2 separate regions of the Mus musculus genome follow, and region 2 is linked to region 1. A link is a contact called in public promoter capture Hi-C data. All regions are on one chromosome and are shown on one strand. The core of a region is the stretch at or near the end of the contact, and the rest is flanking DNA. Distances in the headings are between cores, read along the strand shown.

Evidence for each region. Promoter capture Hi-C pulls out the DNA fragments that hold promoters and counts their contacts.
Region 2: a contact with region 1 is called in a promoter capture Hi-C map of stem cell-derived epiblast-like cells, with 3 times the contacts expected there. The contact joins the promoter of Prr30 here to the enhancer-like site in region 1. A contact is called at or near these places in 5 of 39 promoter capture datasets (embryonic stem cells, hippocampal neurons, liver and 1 more) and 1 of 9 other capture datasets (liver).

Annotation. Positions count from the first base shown.
Region 1 is chr14:100,878,848-100,882,564 of GRCm38.p6, forward strand. No RefSeq gene overlaps it. Among named protein-coding and RNA genes, the nearest start is that of Gm23538, 120 kb to the left of the region's middle. Within about 2 kb of position 1,499, at least 2 of the 459 cell types and tissues checked have an H3K27ac peak or open chromatin away from gene starts, as enhancers often do. A contact at or near this core is called in stem cell-derived epiblast-like cells, where this site is marked.
Region 2 is chr14:101,197,887-101,202,148 of GRCm38.p6, forward strand. It overlaps Prr30 (proline rich 30), which reads right to left and starts at 2,183. Exons shown (of 3, transcript NM_029680.1): 1 at 2,169-2,183; 2 at 2,048-2,098; 3 at 1-1,599. The coding sequence starts at 1,238. The coding sequence ends at 33. Gm34361 (a long non-coding RNA gene) reads left to right here and starts at 3,616. Exons shown (of 4, transcript XR_874904.2): 1 at 3,616-3,904.

The DNA.
Region 1 (3,717 bases), core at 249-2,748:
GGTAAACCTATGCAAGTACGGTTGATTGTAATGCAACATAGCTATCCTAAAGGTAGCTTAAGAAAACAGTTTGAGTACGTAGTAGGCTAGCAGTCTTAAGTGACATCAAGTTGTATTATCAACTTTTATTGTGAAGTCTAGCCAAAGTTCTAGTCTCTTAGAATGTAAGGATTGTTTTCAGACTATTGTATCACTATACCTCAATTAGCCTAAACTCAGTACTCCCTCTCACAGGTGCTTAGAGACCTGTGTTTGGTGAATCGAGATTTTGTCAAGTTGACCATCAAGTTGACACTGGCAACTGTAAAACCACCAGCTCATGCTTACAATAAAGACTAAGATGGGTAAAATCAATGTCATTTCCATTTTAAAAGTATTTACTTATAATATACTTCCTTGTTGATTATATCTAGGACATAGTACTTGCTTGGTAGATGTGCAAAAATTATTTTGAAGGAGATATTCCTATGATTTTCTTCCCACTTTTGCCAGATGTATAATTTGTGTTTGCAGTGATATAGTGTGTTGAACACAGATTTCTAACATTTGTATGTGAATCTCTGGAATGTTATCTCTCATTTGGCTTTGTTCCTTTGTTTTTGAATCCATGAAATAAAACTTTTAATTTGAAAAAAAAAAAAAAATAACCACTTCTGAGCGTTGTCAAAGACGTGCCGCCAAAAGGAGCCCTGGCATCGAGAGCTAGTGTAGCCACCTAGGGAAATGTCTAAACTCAGTTGTGCAGTTTCTACACCCAACAAGTAGGCATCTTACAATCAAAGCAATCTGCCAAAGGATTCGGAACATAAGCACATGTAAGAGATCCATTTTATAAATGCAGATGAAATTAAGCTGGAGTCCCTGAGATTTCCTATGTAGGAAGCGGTGCAAATGAAAAAAGCATTGAGAACTCATTGCTAAAAATGTATTTCTCAGACAGGGAAGGAGTATGGGGACTGCAGATCCTGGGGAGTCAATTTGTCATCATGTGTATTACAGGAAGTTAATTAAGATCCTTTATTTATGGTGCTTTTTACATTTGATTTCATATTGTATTTTAATCAATTAACTTATTTTTTATAAGAAGAATGATTGCTGATATGTTTGGCTTTCCTTTCTTGGCATTATTCTTTATAATGTTGAAAGGTAGTCATGACTGGCAGCCAAGGCAGTGCACAACTTTTATAAAAACAACAATTAACTCATCAATCAACAAAACACCCAAACCACAGCATTTGAAAGCCATCAACAGACATGTCAGCTCCTTGGCTCTCATTCTTTTGGCATTGAGTAAACAGAGACCAAATTGACTTCAACCTTCTACCTCCTAATGGCTAAGGTATTGAGGTATTTGATGATGAGATTGCAAGCATCCTCCTACCCAGCAAAAGCAGTAGGATGAAATGATGTCTGGTCACACCCTTTGCCTGACTAAGCTTGTGCTAGGCTACAAGACTGTGTGTCACTGCAGGATTCAATGCTGGAGACCGAAGCTACTTAACATGTCAAACACTGTTTATTAGTAGTCAAGAGTTTCTCCTCAGGCTAGTTAGTGAACCATGACAGCATCAAGCCTGTAGTCACTCATTTGCAAAGACACCAAGAGGACCAGGAATGCGCTTTGTAGTCATAGACTTGAAAATAGACTGTCTTCTCTGAACCTCCAATACCTTTGTTAGCAAACACAGGAGTATTTCCTGTGATTGAAAAAATGAACCCAAGAATCCTCTTAAATTCCCGACTTTCACAACATGGAACAAAATTCTAAAATTTGACAATAAATCATGGATATTTGTGTGGAAAACTTAAAACAGTTTTGGTTATGAAGTTAAAAGTTTTAGCTGAAAGTTTAGATGCTAAGTCATTTCCCCCCCCCCCCATGGGGTCTTATTCTATATCTCAGGATGGACTAGAATTCACGGTAATTCTTTGGCTTCACCCCTCCCCAATCCTGTGAGTTTTAAATAACATATAAAACTTCAACAATAAATAATTAAATACAGAACAGGGCTGTATATTTAAACAGTATCTACCAATTGTTCCTAAATATTAACATAATAAGACTATATTTTACAAACAAGTAAAAATTATTTTTTCTGTTTTTTCTTTGCTCACAGTCCAAAATTGTAAGACAAGGTGTTTAAAGTATGACCAAAATAGAAACAGAATTTTGGAAGAGAGAAAATTGTTGTACTTACACCAAAAATGAAACCACATGCTGACAGACTGAAGACTAAATCTCCTCTAGGAATCATAACAGAACTTACTTTTGCTTTAACGTTTAAATTTTAAATTTTAGTTCTACTATGAAAAACACTTATTGTTGGTTAAGTAGCACTGAGACAATAAAGTTCAGTATCCAGTCTATCTCCTGCTTGGAAGAGAAGATGGATAGAGTCTTGCTGGGATCTGCCACCTGCTGGGTGCTGAATCTTTGCCCTGGCCCACTGCTTTGTGATCAATATAAGTATAGCAAATTCCTGCAGCAGTTTTCTGGATTCCAAATTCAAAAGTGGTTTGCAGGAAAGGGGAAGAATCTATTTATTTTCTTTTACCTTTGTTCAGTGTAAGAGGCACATTAAATCTTTATGCTCTTTTCATTATAAATGATCCCACTCATAAAAATCAACATGGTTATATTATTCTTTCTGCCTGGAAGGCCCTGGCCAATATTTCTAGCATGATCGTTTGCCCGTTTTCAGCTTTGGTAATGTATTATCACTCAACCTAAGGGTATTACTACCCCAGTCATCTTTTAGTCTCATATTTAAGTGACTATTAGGATGTACTTCATGAAGTTTGAAGTGACCCTCAGTTCCTTTTCATATAAAATATCTAAAAGATATCAGTGACAGACAGATACTATTTCTTGGGGAAAGCTACTATATTTTCTCCAAGGTCATAACTGCAGTAAAGCATCCAAGGGCAATGTTTTCAGACTGAATTCTATTTTTTTCCCGAGACATATAAAAGAGGATTGATAAGCCTATAATTCAGGACCCACTTACAGACTAAGAGGGAAATTATGTGTTTATAATGCTCCTGATGAAAGAACACAGGTCAAAGGCAAAAACAAATCAGGGGCAATCAAAGTTCAAAGTAGAAAAAAAAATCTGTGAACCTTCTTTGAGTGTTAAATAATTTTTGTGGAATGCAAAATGTACTTCTAAAAATTTAATTTTTTTTTGATTTATGTGTGCAGTTGTGTGCCTCTGTTATGTTATGTGTTTGCAAGTATCTGCAAAGGCCAGAAGAGAGCAATGCATCCCCTGGAACTGGAGTTATAAGCAGTGAACAGCACCCTTATATGGTGTTGGGAACTATACCCAGTTCCTCTGGAAGAGCAGTAAGTATCATTAACCATCAAGCCATGTCTCTAGCCCCATAAAGCTGTACTTTTAAAAACTAGAAAGGCCTTGGCATGCTTGGGTGCTCCATACCATAGCCAAGCATCAGTGAGTATTAAATGGATCAAAGCTTTACAGGAAAACAATGGTTTCTGGAGTCAAAGCACACAATAATTAGGGATCGCCATGAGCTTGATTTCAAGCGGATGTCTCTGTGAGAGCCATGTCACTGGGCGCAGTACAGTTTTCAGAACTGGTAGATTTGGACATCCAGATGTTGCATACATTCCTTGATATGGTCAGTTTGTCTTGTAGACCCCGGGTTCCAATCATCAGAAATACAAGTATGGGAATCCATTTTGACTGATTA
Region 2 (4,262 bases), core at 933-3,432, 320 kb after region 1:
TGGTGTTCCAGAGGGTCTTCGCTGCACTGGGATTAAGATGGCGACTTTCGGAGAATAGACCCTAGAGTCACAGACCTCTTTGAGACAGAAGGCCCGGCCTTTGGGGATGCAGCGACCTGTCTTGGTTCCTGAAGTAGAGACCTGGAACACTGGCTGGGTTTTGGTGATTGAAGGTCTATAGACCGGAGGCTCCGGGCCTGGAAGAGTGTGCCGGTGATTTGAACTGATTCTTGGATTGTGGATTTTTGTCGCTGGAGGGCCTCTTCCTGAGACTCTACTCCCACCGGAGTAGAGTTTTTTGGGGGCAGCAGATGCAAAGCCCTGGCCTGGCCCCGAGGCAGGCGGAGGCCGAAGCCAATTCCTATTCGGAGAGGCCCAGATTCCTGGCCCTGGACACAGGGTAGTAGTTGAGGGAAGGCAAGCAGCTGGGGTACAGTCTTGTACTTGGGGGTGGGACAAGATGGGGTGCGGATCTGGAGGCACACTAGACATATGGGGTACTCCACGACTGGGGCATGGCCGGGTGTGCCGAGCCACAGGCGCTGCAGAAACTGTATCTGCAGGTCTCGTGCAATTCTGCGGCGCCCCACATGGTCCACCAGGGCTTGGGTGAGGGTCCCTGAGTCCTTGAATTCTGCAGGGTCCACCTTGCTTGGCACACATACCCCTGCCCCCCGAGAAGACTTGATGCTTCCGGACTGAGGCCACTGCCATGTTTGCTTGTTATTCTGAATCCTTGGAGAAGGTGAGCTGGGGACCGGGGAAGTGATCTTGGGGCTTTGTAAGTCCTGAAGGCGGGAAGGGGACTGACAGGAGTGAGGAGAGGAGTGTTGTAGCTGGGAAAGAGAGGAGGAGCCGGTGAGAGGGGGAGACACACAGAGCTGATAGTTAGAGGGAGAGATGGAGTGTGGAGAGGGGAGTTTTTCACCAAAATAAGTATAGTTTTGGCCAAAGCAAGAAGAGGATCGTGGGTGACTAGAAGAGTGAGGAGGAACAAAGTCAGAATTTGAGTCCGAAGAGAAGTGAGGCCCAGGAGAGTGAGTCTGAGTCAAAGAAGAGAAGAAATAAGCCTGTGGGGGGGCAGGCAGAGGAAAGTGGGAAGAAGGGAGGGTCGGATGGGGACAAAGAGATGCTAAGTTGGGGGCAGGGGAATTCACAAACTGTGAGAGGACCTGAGGGGGACACCCTGGAGGTACTGTGTTCTGTAGCAGCACCTGGTCCTTGTTTACAGGCAACATTGCCTTGAATCCAGGAGGGAAGTGGATGGGGTGGACAAGACCAGTGGTTAGGGACCCAACAGTCAGCGTGGGAGATCTCTGAGGCCAGCTGTGGCTGGTGGTCAAGACTGCCTTCTGTGCACAGTATGGCCTCAACAGCTGCAGGCATCAGCAGCAGGCCAAGAGGACACGCAGCCTCTTCTACCTGGCTGTGGCGTGCTCAGTCCAGAGCCTGCATCTAAGCTTGGCTCCTCACGTCTCCTTAGCCATTCGCTGGAGGTGCAGTGCGTACGGAAACAGAGGATGAGGGCTGTTCCTGAGGAGCTAAGGGACAACCACAACTATCTGGATGGAATCAGGAGGAAGACACAGCCTGTAGGACCTGCGGAGGAAAAGATTTTGACAGAGGTCAAAATGTAGGGATGATTGGCCCACTCCTGGATTCTGCTTCAGGTGCTCATTTCTAGTGGGACCTCAAGACCCTCCATGTGAGGTCTTTGGCTGTTGTTCAGCAGGTAGATTGTTTGCCAAGCATTCGTGAAGTCCTTGGTATGATACCCAACACCACATAAGCATGACATGCTGGCATGAGCCTGCAATCCCAGCAGGGGTATAAGGCGCTCAAGGCTAGCCTGGGTTCCATGAGTCTGTCTCAAAACAACAGAGACTAGCATTTTGTCACCTTTGAGGTCAGAAAATATGGCAAGATGCTGTAGAGGAGGTTAGAAAAGTGACTGGAAGGAAGGAAGGAAGGACTGACGGGAAATGGGCAGCCGAAAGCAGCGAGGGCCAATGGGGAAAGGAGTGGAGAGCACTGTGAAAAGCCTTACCAGAGTGCGTTCCTTCTGCAGGTTAGAAAGACATTTCGCTAAATAGGGGACCTGGAAGAGAAAGCAGAGTCATGAAACAGTCTATCTACCTTCCTCCCGCCTCCACTTTCTGAACCCTAACCTGACTCGAACCCAGTATTCCAGTCCGAGCAGTGCCCTCAGTCCTCTTTCTGGTACACAGAGCTCTTCTGTGGCACAGAGCTCTGTCCTAATCCCAAAACACAGATTTTGTAAGCATCCTGTTTGCCTGGCATGCTGGTTCCCCTGGCCTCTTGTCACCCTCAACACCGGAGTCCTTCTCCCTCAGCCTGGCCTTGGCTGAGAAGGATTGTTAGAGCCAGTGGCAGCAACAGTAGGGCCAGCTGGTAAAAAGGCTCCAAGGGACTGAGGCTTTGCCTAAGGGGCGGCGTTGCCGCCCCAAATGGGAGCTGAGGGGCTCGTTCCCTGAAAGCAGCTCTCTCTCTGGCATCAAAAGCCTATGTCACAGAGATCAGATAATGACATCATAGATCCTGCCTTCTCCTCCCCCTCAATGTTCTGGGTGTTTCTCAGGGGCCTGCAAAGACTGTTTTAGTAAAATTTGTCAAGTAGAATTGTTTGATGTACACCCACAAATCTTACTCTGCCCTGTCTGCTCTTAAAATCTACAGCTTTCATCACTCTCCAGGAGGCAGGGCTGACTGAGCCTTCCAACTTCCTCATTGGCTCGCTGTCTGAGGGAAGTAGCTATGTTCCTTACACTTTTGTCTTTGGAATATTACTATATATTTTAATAGCTCTTTTTAAAAGAGTTTGTTTATTTAGATGTATGTCATGTGTTTGCATGTGCCCTTGAAGTCCGGAAGAGGGTTGGATCCCCTAGAGCTAGAGTTTTAGACAGTTGTGAGTTGCTCGATAATGGGTGCTGGGGTCGGAGTACCGGACCTTATCAGCAGCAAATGCTCTTAACTGCTGAGCCTCTTTTTGGCCCCTTAGCTGTTTTCTTTTTCTTTTTTTTTTTTCCTTCTTTTTTCTTTTCTTTTCTTTTCTTTCCTTTTCTTTTCTTTTCTTTTCTTTTCTTTATCAAGTGGTTTATTTGCTGTTTTATGAGAATTGGTGTTTCACCTGTGTAAATGTATGAGGGTTTCTATTGCTGTGACTACCAGGAACAAAACCCAAGTTGTGGAGGGAAGGGTTTATTGAGCTTATACTTCCAGATCATAGTCCATCACTTAGAGAAGTCAGGACAGAAACTAAAGCAGGACTGGAAAGAGGAGCTGATGCAGAGGCCATGGAGGGATGTTGCTTACTGGCTTGCTTCATATGGCTTTCTCAGCCTGCTTTCTTATAGAACCTAGGACCACCAGCCCAGGGATGGCATCACTCACCATGGGCTGGGCCCTCCCCCTATCAATCTCTAATTGAAAAAAAAAAGTTTCTTACAGCTGGATCTCATGGAAGCATTTCCTCAACTGAGGCTCCTTTCTCTCCGATGACTCTAGCTTGTGTCTAGCTTGTGTCAAGTTGACACAACAAAACCAGCCCAGTACAGAGCATCAGATCCCTTGGAACTCGAGTCACAGACTGTTGTGAGCCACCATGTGGACTCTGGGCATTGAGTCCTCTGGAAGAATGGCTGATGCTCTTAATCACTGTACCATCTCTACAGAAAGAGCTATTTTCTTAACACTGTGTGGTGTCTGTGTTCATGTGTGTGAGCTAATGCACATGTGGAGGCTTAGAGGTTGCTGTCAGATGTCTTTCTAAATCTCTTCTCCACTTTACCTTTTGCGACAGGATCTCTCACTGAGCCTGGAGCAGCCTAGCCAATGAATTCCAGTGATCTGCCAGTCTCTTCCTCCCCACTGCTGGGTTCCGGTAAAATCCAGTTTCTCTTGCTTGCAAAGCAAAAATTTTATCAATTGAGCGATTTTCTCAGACAATTTTCCAAAGTATTTTCATGTGTACTTCATAGATTGTTTATATTCAAATGTTTGGCCCATCATTTAATTGGTTTTTGTCATTGAATTTATTTTTTAAGTTTTTATGTGTATGTGTGTTTTGCTTGCATGTATATCTATGTACTGTGTTCGTGCCTGGAACCCTCAGAGGCCAGAAAAGGGCAGCAGTGCCCTTGTGACTGGATATACAGACGTTTGTGAGCTGACATGGGTGGGTCCTGGAAACTGAAGCTCAGGTCCTCTGGAAGAGCAGCTAGTGCTCCTACATACCGAGT